2 separate regions of the Arachis hypogaea genome follow, and region 2 is linked to region 1. A link is a contact called in public Hi-C data. All regions are on one chromosome and are shown on one strand. The core of a region is the stretch at or near the end of the contact, and the rest is flanking DNA. Distances in the headings are between cores, read along the strand shown. Region 1 holds the start of LOC112786933 (protein EMBRYO SAC DEVELOPMENT ARREST 30). Region 2 holds the start of LOC112786017 (AMP deaminase).

The links. A called contact is a pair of places that touch in the nucleus more often than the background predicts.
Region 2: a contact with region 1 is called in a Hi-C map of leaf, with 3 times the contacts expected there. The contact joins the promoter of LOC112786017 here to the promoter of LOC112786933 in region 1. A contact is called at or near these places in 2 of 8 Hi-C or Micro-C datasets (both in leaf).

Annotation. Positions count from the first base shown.
Region 1 is chr20:93,631,945-93,637,400 of arahy.Tifrunner.gnm2.J5K5, reverse strand. It overlaps LOC112786933 (protein EMBRYO SAC DEVELOPMENT ARREST 30), which reads left to right and starts at 3,914. Exons shown (of 12, transcript XM_025830306.3): 1 at 3,914-4,406; 2 at 4,848-4,902.
Region 2 is chr20:93,759,777-93,764,741 of arahy.Tifrunner.gnm2.J5K5, reverse strand. LOC112786017 (AMP deaminase) reads right to left here and starts at 2,661. Exons shown (of 8, transcript XM_072231547.1): 1 at 2,583-2,661.

The sequences.
Region 1 (5,456 bases), core at 2,665-5,164:
AGAAAATAGTGCTTTCATTTTAGAAGAAAAATAAAATTTTGAAAAATTGACACCTCACTTCAATTAGTTAAGAAAAAAAAATACAATTTTAGCATATTAAGTAGAAGTATATTATTATTATTATTATTATTATTATTATTATTATTATTATTATTATTATTATTAAAAAAATTTTCAATTGATAATTGATAAGTAGTTTAATATTGTATTAAATATGAATTTTATATAATTATAATAAAGATATTTTCCTAAATTAGTATAATTATGCATTATTCATTAAATGCACTCATTTTGGAGGAAAAATAAATTCATGAGGAATTTAAACCTCAATCTCATTAGTTGAGAAAAAACCCAATTTTAATATATTAAGTAAATTATATAAATAGAAATACTTGCTAAGTATATATAAAAGAGGAGATATATAATTATATATAATATAATATAATTGCTATATTTGTAACAGATATAAATTGTTATAATTATAGAGACTTACTATAATTATATTAAATTAATTATAAATTTAAATAAATAAAAGTGATAATAATTAATATTTTTTTCTTTTTTATATTTAATATTTACCGTAAATATAAAAAATATTGAGAAAAAAAGTAGATACTGACTTTATTTTATTTTATTTTATGTCATGGATTTTTTTACTGAAATTAATGGAGGAAAAAAAATCTTTATGATTATATATCAATCTCAATCACAATAAATAAGATGAATCGGTTGAGCAACTAACAAATTTAACGGGTAAATGTTATTTTCCATTTATGGAAAAAATGAGGTAACATGCATGTGTATATTAATATAGGAAGAATATATACTCACAACTTTAAAATCTTCAAAAATATTCGATTGTATTATTTTTCAAGCCAAAAAATCTATCCTTAATTTTCATTAAATATTTATATTAATTCAATTAGATGAGTATTTTAATAAAAGGAAAGATTATTATTATTATTATTATTATTATTATTATTATTATTATTATTATTGAATAATATGATAATTATGTTATTAATATTAAATTGGCTATTAATATATATCAATATATATATATTGAATTATCATTAATATTAAATTAGTTATATATATATATTGTTGCTTCTACAATCGTGCAATAATATTTCCTTTCATTTGTTAACTAATTAAACTTGGTTATTTATGTTAAATATATTTAATAATTACTAAAAATTAATCATATAATTATCATTATATTATTAATAACCAATTTATATTTTTCTAAAATATAATTTTCTATCTTATTATTATTATTATTATTATTATTATTATTATTATTATTATTATTATTATATAGGTCACCATTAAGATAATAACTTGTCACTAATAAAATTTTAAGATAATGAATAAAAAATAGAATTATATCAATATAATTAAAATAGTTAAAATTATTTTTGATTGATAATTAGGTTAATAATGCATTCATTATTAATTTTATATAATTATAATAGAGATATTTTTTTAAATTAGTATAATTATAAATTATTCATTAAATGCTAAGTATAATATTATTATATAATTATAATTAAAATAATTTTTTGAAATAAATTTAAAAGAGATTAGTATAATTACAATAAAGAGATTATCGTAAATTAGTATAATTATGTATCATGCATTAAATACTAATTATAATATAATTATATCAATTAAAGATAATTTTTAAAAATAAATTTAAAAGAGAGAAATATGCAATCATTTTGGAGGGAAAATGGATTCACGAGAAAATGGCACCTCACCATTATAAATTGGGGAAAAACTCAGTTTTAGTATATTAAGTAAGTTGGGGGAAAACTCAGTTTTAGTATAATTATGAATTATTCATTAAATGCTAAGTATAATATTGTTATATAATTATAATTAAGATAATTTTTTGAAATAAATTTAAAAGAGATTAGTATAATTATAATAGAGATTATCTTAAATTAGTATAATTATGTATCATTCATTAAATACTAATTATAATATAATTATATCAATTAAAGATAATTTTTAAAAAAAATTTAAAAGAGAGAAATAGTGCAATCATTTTGGAGGGAAAATGGATTCACGAGAAAATGACACCTCACCATCATAAGTTTGGGGAAAAACTCAATTTTAGTATATTAAGTAGATTTATTGCAGTATTTGTCCACTCATATCTAAAACCATCTGGACAGGGTTTTGTGTGGAAGATAATTAGTCCACATTCCAGTGTAGAAAAAAATATCTTTTTTTTCCATCTTCTGAGAAGTGAAGGAAGAAATTCGGAATGAAAATTTGGGGTTGAGTGGAAAGAGTGCTATAGATTGTAGAAGTTAAAGAGGAGGGACAAGCTTATCCTGAGATTAGTCTCCATACGAGACCGGTACATACAGTTGGAGATCAAGAAATCTTAATTTATACTTAAAAATGGCTATTTATCTATTAATATATAGAAACAGATATTTTTGTTTATGTTTTCCATTGTATTGGATATGTTTTTATTTTCTTTTTTCTTTTTATGGATGCTTGACAATCTATGTTTTAAATTTGCTAAATAATAGGTTTTCTTTTCATTCTGAGTCCTTTTAATCCCGTGTAATTTGTACGGGTACTCTTGCCAGTAAATCTAAACTTTATGTTTTCTTTAATAGGAATTGTCTATGGTGGAGAAAATACAAATGGGTTCTTTAAAATCATGGTGGAATATTTTATTTGTAGTTGTTATTTATTCTTGGTACAATTTTATTAATTTATATTAATAACTAACCAAAAGGTCAAATTAAAATTTTTAAATTGCTAAATGATCCCCGTCATTTAGATATTGACAGTAGACCCTGTTATTCTTATATCCTTTGCATCTCATTTTAGTATTGGATCATCGCAGGAAAGATCCAACCTCATAGATCCGCATCATGAAGCTCCATCCACTGCTCGATCTTGGTAGTGTAGTCGCTACCACGCCACCGCTTGTGATCTATGAATGATGCCGCGCCGGTGTTAAAGTAGCAGGACCTTTGGAGTTAAGGTAGACAATGTGGCGGCGGACGTAGGCAGAGAGGAGGGTGGTGAGATAGTTAGGACGCAATTGAGGAGGAAGTCGAGGGCGGAGTGGATGGGGATGAGGCCAGCGATGGAGGCATAGTGGAAGGGTATGTTATGTTTAATGGATCGTCTCTCTTGTGCACTCACCAACAGTAGCGAGCAAGTAGCTAAACGTGAGGAAGGTGAGCAATGAGTAAGGGCTAAAGAAAATATAGAAGAGAGAATTTGATGAAAAGTAACCGATAGAAAATTCATTCACAATTGATTAAAGAATTAAATTATGCATGATTTTACGTACTGAAATATATACTAGTTAAGGTAGGGACTCAGTCAAAGCACCAAGAATCAAGAATTCTTCTAACAAACTTAGCCACTAAATCTTAACAACTACTACCACTGATATCTAACTAATCTTTATTATATTTTTTTTAACACAGCAAATTCAACCGTTATAATGAGATGCAAATTTTGATGCAAATTTTCAACGGAAAGAGTTATGGTGAGATAAGAGAAGGAGAAAAAACGGGTAATATTGAGGAACAAGATCGAACAGGAAGCAATACAAAAAAAAAAATTCTTAGTATGAGGGCTGAATAACCGAAATAATGCTCAATTACAAAATTTCAATAGAGTCCCAAATTTTTTTACAATTCAAAAAATACCCAGATTCTTTAAGGATCAGAAGATAATTCCAAAAAAATACATGACATACCTGAAATTTTTTCCTGTATTATAATTTGAAAAACTATTTTTCGATTGTTTTTTGTCCGACTATTTTTCGATTTGTTTTGTCAACTTTACAATTGTTTGGGCCAAGGTGTGTAAGCCCAAATCCGTAATCCATAAATTGACCCGGCCGGTTTTAATAAAAATCGGTGAACCGGAAGGTTTGAGAAATCCGGACCGGTTCAATTTTCAAAAAAAAAAAAAAAAGATAACCCTAATCCCAGCGAAGGATCCCCTCCCCAACCCACGCTCTTACTCTCTCGCTCTGAAACAGATCTAAAACGGGCGAGCTCAACGCGGCGCCACAACCTTCTCACTCTCGCAGAGCCGCTGTCGCCGACACCGCACGGTGGCCGTCTCGTTGCCGAATCCGCTACGTTTGCCAGCTCCTGCTCCTTCACTGCTGTCGCGTCGTCTGTACCTCAGTCCACATCTGACGCCTCCGTCCGCGTCGCGTCGTCCCTGCGCCTTCCCTGCGTCAGCCAGCTCCTGCGCCTTCACTGCCTCTCGTTGTTCGTGTACGTCTCTCATCGTCGTCGTCGCGTCTTCATCCGACGCGGCTCGCCGGCGCTGCTGCCTCCCCCTCGCCGCTCTCTGCTTCGCCGTGCTTGCTCTCTCTCTTCTCTGCCCGCGTTCTGCCTTCACATCATCAGGTAAGCTTTTTAATTTTTTTAAGTTATTCAGTTGCTGGATTATAATCTTTTTAACTGATTAATTGATTAACTGATGTTGGATTAACTGATTCAGTTGATCTTGATTGTTGTTGATTATAATTTGTCGATTCTTGGCAGATCATTCCAATTTTGTTTTTACAGTGTAATATATGTAGTGTAGTGGTTGATTGATGCCTTTTTGTTCTTTCTGATTTTTGGTGTTTAGGGTTGATTTGTTTCTGTTTTAATATCATTATGGTGAATTGAGGTGCTGTTTTTATATTGTTGGTGCTGTTTTTTATATTATTCTGTGAATTTATATTGTTGGATAGTGGATTGGTTCTGTGAATTGAGCTGTAGTGGATAGGTTATGTGAATTTATATTGTTCTGCTCATGTTTATTCTGTTGCATAATCTGTGGTGGCATGGTTTTGTTTGCAGGGGTTTAAACTATAAGTATTTGGCACTTCTCAGGTTCTAAGCTTTTCGTCTAAAGGTTCAAACTTTTGAAACTCTATTGCTTTCTTCTATCCCCTTTATTTGCAGCGGACGACTTTGACAAATAATAATTTGGCAGAATTAGTTCATATTCTGTGCACGAAGGACTTATGATCATATGCTATTGAAAGTTCTAGTCATAATTGTCTTTTATGGGAAATGTTAAAAACAAGGCTCAAATTAGTTATTTTTAGAAATTGAGACGTTTGTTGTTAAAATGTTAGTGATAATATGTATTTCAAATTTTAATTTTAAGTTTATGACTATTTTATATATTTTATTTACGTGGAACCGAGTCAACTAGTTCAAGTAGTGATCCACCGGTTGAACCAGTGACCCAATGATCTAGTAACTTGACCGGTTTGATCACCGGTACGGTTCTGTCAACTATGCTCTAGGCTCTCTCTTCTGACTTCCTTCTCTATAGATTTCGAAAGGATCTTGTGTTCCAGCTACAGCATCAGCTTCTGCTTCTGCCCTTTGCTAAGGTTCGAATGGGTGCTCAGGACCTTCTCCATTTCTGGTATGCTCTTCATCCAAGCATACCTTCTT
Region 2 (4,965 bases), core at 1,412-3,911, 130 kb before region 1:
AACTTAAGGACTTAAAATAAAAGTGCTAGGTAGGAGACACCACACCATGGTAATCTCTTCCCATTCTCTTGTAAATATAATCAATGAATGATTTGAGTTGCCATTGTAGGTAGTTTCTCTTCTTTGAATATTCTTGTTTTAATGCCCAAGTTGTTAGTTTGTTTAAATTGCACCTTTTTCTTGAATTATATGTTGCTTGTGTTACAAGTTTGGTTAGATTTGTATTTGGAAAATATTTGGAAAAACCAAAAGATTTGTTGTTAATTTTCATTTTGGTTGGTTTTGAGTTGTAGAGTGTTCGGAGAGTTTTAAGCTCTGTCTTGGTGTTGTTGAAAAAAAAAAAAAAAAGGGGCAGGCACGCGTACGCGTCGATGCGCTGACATGCCCCCATACATTTTCTAGAGACTTGTGCTAGATTGGTGCCAAAACTGTGCCTTTGGCACAACTCCTCCCACGTGTGTACGCGTACCTTGCGCGTACGTGTCGACTTGCACTGCCTCCTTTCACGCGTTTGCGCCAAAGACGCTTCCGCGTCGATGCCTACCTGGTCCACCCACGCGCACGCGTTCTAAACGCGTACGCGTGGATTCAAAATCGATGACACCCCTACGCGCAAGCCCTAATCCAGTCGCGTCCCTTTACCCCTTCAACTTCAACGTTCCATTTTCTCCTTCTTCTCCCTCCAATTACCTAGAACCTCCATCGCCACCCTCTCAACCTCTGCAACACCATCCCAGCGACACCCACCGCCGCCGACTAACCTCACTTCTCCCTTCTCTCTTTCCTCTTCGCCCCTTTTCGCCCTTCTTCTTTCCCCCTTTCTCCTCCTCTCAGTTAGTCTCCTTCTCTGTCACCACCAGAACCGCCGCGGCTACGCCCATTGCCGCCGGCGAACTCCCTTTCACCATCACCAAATCCTTCCTTCTCTCTCGGCCGTTTCCTTTCCCGTCGCTGCACCCAGGGCAGAATCGGGTGCCCTACTCTGGACTGCTACCCTACTCTGCGCTGCGCCACCACTGGGCCAGTGGCGCCTCAGTCCCCTTCAGTAGCTATGCATTCCAATTTAACTTTCTGCTTCGTCCATGTTTTCCCATGTCTTCCCCTGTCAATAACTGCTTTGTTTTTAATTTTTCTTTTAGTTCATTTTCAAGTTTTATCAGTAGATTGATTAATCTCCGTTTGATTAGGTTAGATAGAATCGCATATGGTTAGGTAGCTAAGATGTGGTTAGAGGATTTAGGTCTGACTTTTTGTTGTTGTTGTTGCTATCTGAATGGTTATTTGCAAACTGCTTGTTGAGTGATGATGATTTTGGTGCTCCATGCTTTCACATGCTGCTATTTGATACTGTTATTGATCAATGCTGATGCTTTAATGTTATATGTTCACAATTTGTTGCTCATTGCAACTCTGTGTACTGGCCATGCATTGATTCTCAATACACTGTTGATTATGCCTGATGCTGTTTAATTCCAATTTCCACTCAATCACTTGATTCAGGATGTTTAATTGTCTGAATTCATGTTGAATACTTGTGATTGGTTGTCAAATTCAAAGAAATGGGTGCTGCCATGCTGATTTAAACTGTTTTGTTTTGCTTAATGCTGCCAGATCATATGAAATCACTGTTTGTATACATGTTTGATATTTTGGATTCATATGAGACTGTTTTGCTGCTATTTTCCATCTGGAAACATCCAATTTACTGCCAGAATGCTGCCAAAATTTTTGGAAATTTCCTTATTGCTAACTTGCAACTTAGGGATTGAACTTGGCACCCTGTGAATTAAGACTCATTTGGCTTATACCAAGTTCAACTCATGAGTTAATTTGGTCAGCATTTCCGTTTTGTATCTTGGTTCCCTCTTTCATGTGCACTGATGGAATCATGGGACTAGTTGTTAGAATTCTGTGACAATTAGGACCTTGATTGACCAAATCATTTCTGAACCTCTTGAGTGTTTTAAATCATGCAAGATAGGTCCAATTTCCATTCTTCATGGTCGTTTTCATTCGTACCTTTCTCATTGACCATTGAAGTGCTTTCTAAACTCTCAAGTGGCCTAGTCTTGTACTTTTTGAATGAGGTTCTGTTGAGTTGTGATCATTGGTGTAATTTCACTCATGTAGCCATCTTCATTACCCAATTTACCTTAGGTACATGAGTACACTCTTAAACTTTCAACACCAATTTTTACAAGCTTAGTGACCATAAACATTGATGATGATGTGCATTCCTTTTTCTATGCTTTTATGCATTCCATATTTCATCATCAATGTCTTACATCATCCTCATGAATGTGAGTATGCTTGTTCTCTATACTTTTTGAACTTATCTTGGTTAAGTTCCATAATTGTCGTGCCACTGATTTCTAACCTAGTTTTCTAACCTTGACCTAGTTGACTCTCTAACTCTTCTTTTTAGTTTTCACATTAACTCTTTTATATTCTTTTGGGCATGATGATTATTGTTGCTTAACGAACAAGCATTTTCCTATTATTGCATGAATTCTTGGATTGTATTTTGATTGATGTATGAATTATGTTTGCTTGCATTCGAAGAGTTCATTCCTATGACTCACTTCATGAGAGTTCTCAGTTTCTTTCTGTTGTCTATTTTCTGTCCGTGCTTATTTCCTTGTCTTTCCTTTCCTCTGCTTTGCTTAATATGTTGTATCCTGTGATTTCTATTTTCCAGGATGTCTGACAGAGGCAAGGGGAAAGCAAAGGTTACCTCCAGGAAGAGGAAGAAGTCTCAGTCTTCCACTGATTCTGCGACCTCCAGTTATGCTAAAATATCCCTCTCTGACAAGGATAAGGAGGATCAGCTCCTACCTTCTACCAACGCAGAGAAATTTCCCAATCTGTACTATGAGCTTCGGTTTCTGACTTTCCAGAAGCGGAAGCTCAACCTGGAGAAAAAGCTAGATATCCCTTCAGATTTGAGACAGTCCATTGAGCTTCGGATTGAGGGGTTGGACCTGTCCTTCGTGGATAGGGAGCGAGCTAAGGGTTGGGCCTGTCTTTCGGGCATGATGATTATTGTTGCTTAACGAACAAGCATTTTCCTATTATTGCATGAATTCTTGGATTGTATTTTGATTGATGTATGAATTATGTTTGCTTGCATTCCAAGAGTTCATTCCTATGACTCACTTCATGAGAGTTCTCAATTTCTTTCTGTTGTCTATTTTCTGTCCGTGCTTATTTCCTTGTCTTTCCTTTCCTCTGCTTTGCTTAATATGTTGTATCCTGTGATTTCTATTTTCCAGGATGTCTGACAGAGGCAAGGGAAAAGCAAAGGTTACCTCCAGGAAGAGGAAGAAGTCTCAGTCTTCCACTGATTCTGCGACCTCCAGTTATGCTAAAATATCCCTCTCTGACAAGGATAAGGAGGATCAGCTCCTACCTTCTACCAACGCAGAGAAATTTCCCAATCTGTACTGTGAGCTCCGGTTTCTGACTTTCCAGAAGCGGAAGCTCAACCTGGAGAAGAAGCTAGATATCCCTTCAGATTTGAGACAGTCCATTGAGCTTCGGATTGAGGGGTTGGGCCTGTCCTTCGTGGATAGGGAGCTAGCTAGGGTGAACGAGTCATGGGTGCGTGAATTTTATTGCAACTTCTATACACCGACCCTTAACTCGATTCACCTGAGAGGCGGGCAGATCCTGGTTACAGAAGCTGACATTGAGGTTCCACTCGATGCTTTTATGCAGGCTGAGGTGGAGATGCACTGTCTGACCTATGACTATGATGCACTGAGGAGTATAGTTGTCGAACCGGACTCCCCTTGGCAGCTGGATGCCAATAAAACGAAACCCAAGGGGATGATGTTCGATTATCTGACTCGGGAGGCGAAGGTATGTCAGTAGATTCTTGCCCATTATGTTATGCTTACCACGCACTTCACGGAGATTCCGGTAGACATGCTCGTTCTGATCAGGTGCATTATGGAGGGGAAGGAGTTGTACTTTCTCCGCCTGATCAGAAAGTACATGTGGCGAGCACATGTCAGAGGCACACTCCCATTTCCTGCTTTAGTCACCGAGATGGCCCAGCGGGCTGGCGTACCTTGGTTGCCAGATGATGAGTCGCCACCCCCGATCCACAGGAAGGAGAGACTTATCCCGTGGGGGATCTGGGTGGACGACAGACCAGCCTCGCGTAGATCCAGAGCCCGCTCAGCAGCAGCAGCATCTGGGCCACCATCTTCTTCAGTAGCAGCAGCATCTAGGCCATCATCTTCTTCAGCTGCAGCCGGACTCGCTGCACCATCCACAGCTATCAGTTGCCAGTCAGCCACCACCACCATCAACACCTCAGCCGACCTACAGACTAGTTCAACATCTTATCGAGCGCATGGATCGGAGCGAACGTCGCAACGAGCGATGCTTTCGGCGCGTGATTCAGATGTTGGCATCGCTGGGAGCCGTCATACCCCCTGATTCTAACATTTCCGATCATTCTGAGGAGGAGGCTAGGCAGGCAGAGGCACCTCCAGAGATTCAGGCTTCTACACAGCCACAGCCGCAGCCACAGCTGGATGCAGATGTCGACCCTTCCACCTAGTCTCACTTGTAGCATCGGGGACGATGCTTCATTCTAAGTGTGGGGAGGTCCACGTCGTCGGCGGGAATGTTATTTTGGGTGACAATTTCATACTTCAGCTTAGTTGCTTTATTTTGTCTTATTTTAGTATTCGCACTTTCATTTACTGCACTTTGGATTACTTTTGGATTACTGTATATATCAGCTATCTTGGATACTTTGTTTTACATTGGTCATTTTGCATTTTTGGTTTGTACGTATATTTTGAAATTTTTAGTTTGATTTACCTCTTTAGTTAATAGCATATATATGTAGTATCTTAGTTTATCAGTTTAGTTGTGATTGGAAAAAATATGGAACATTGAGCTTAGTTTACCCTTTTTGCATATGAGATTTGTTTTGACTAAAAAAAGGAT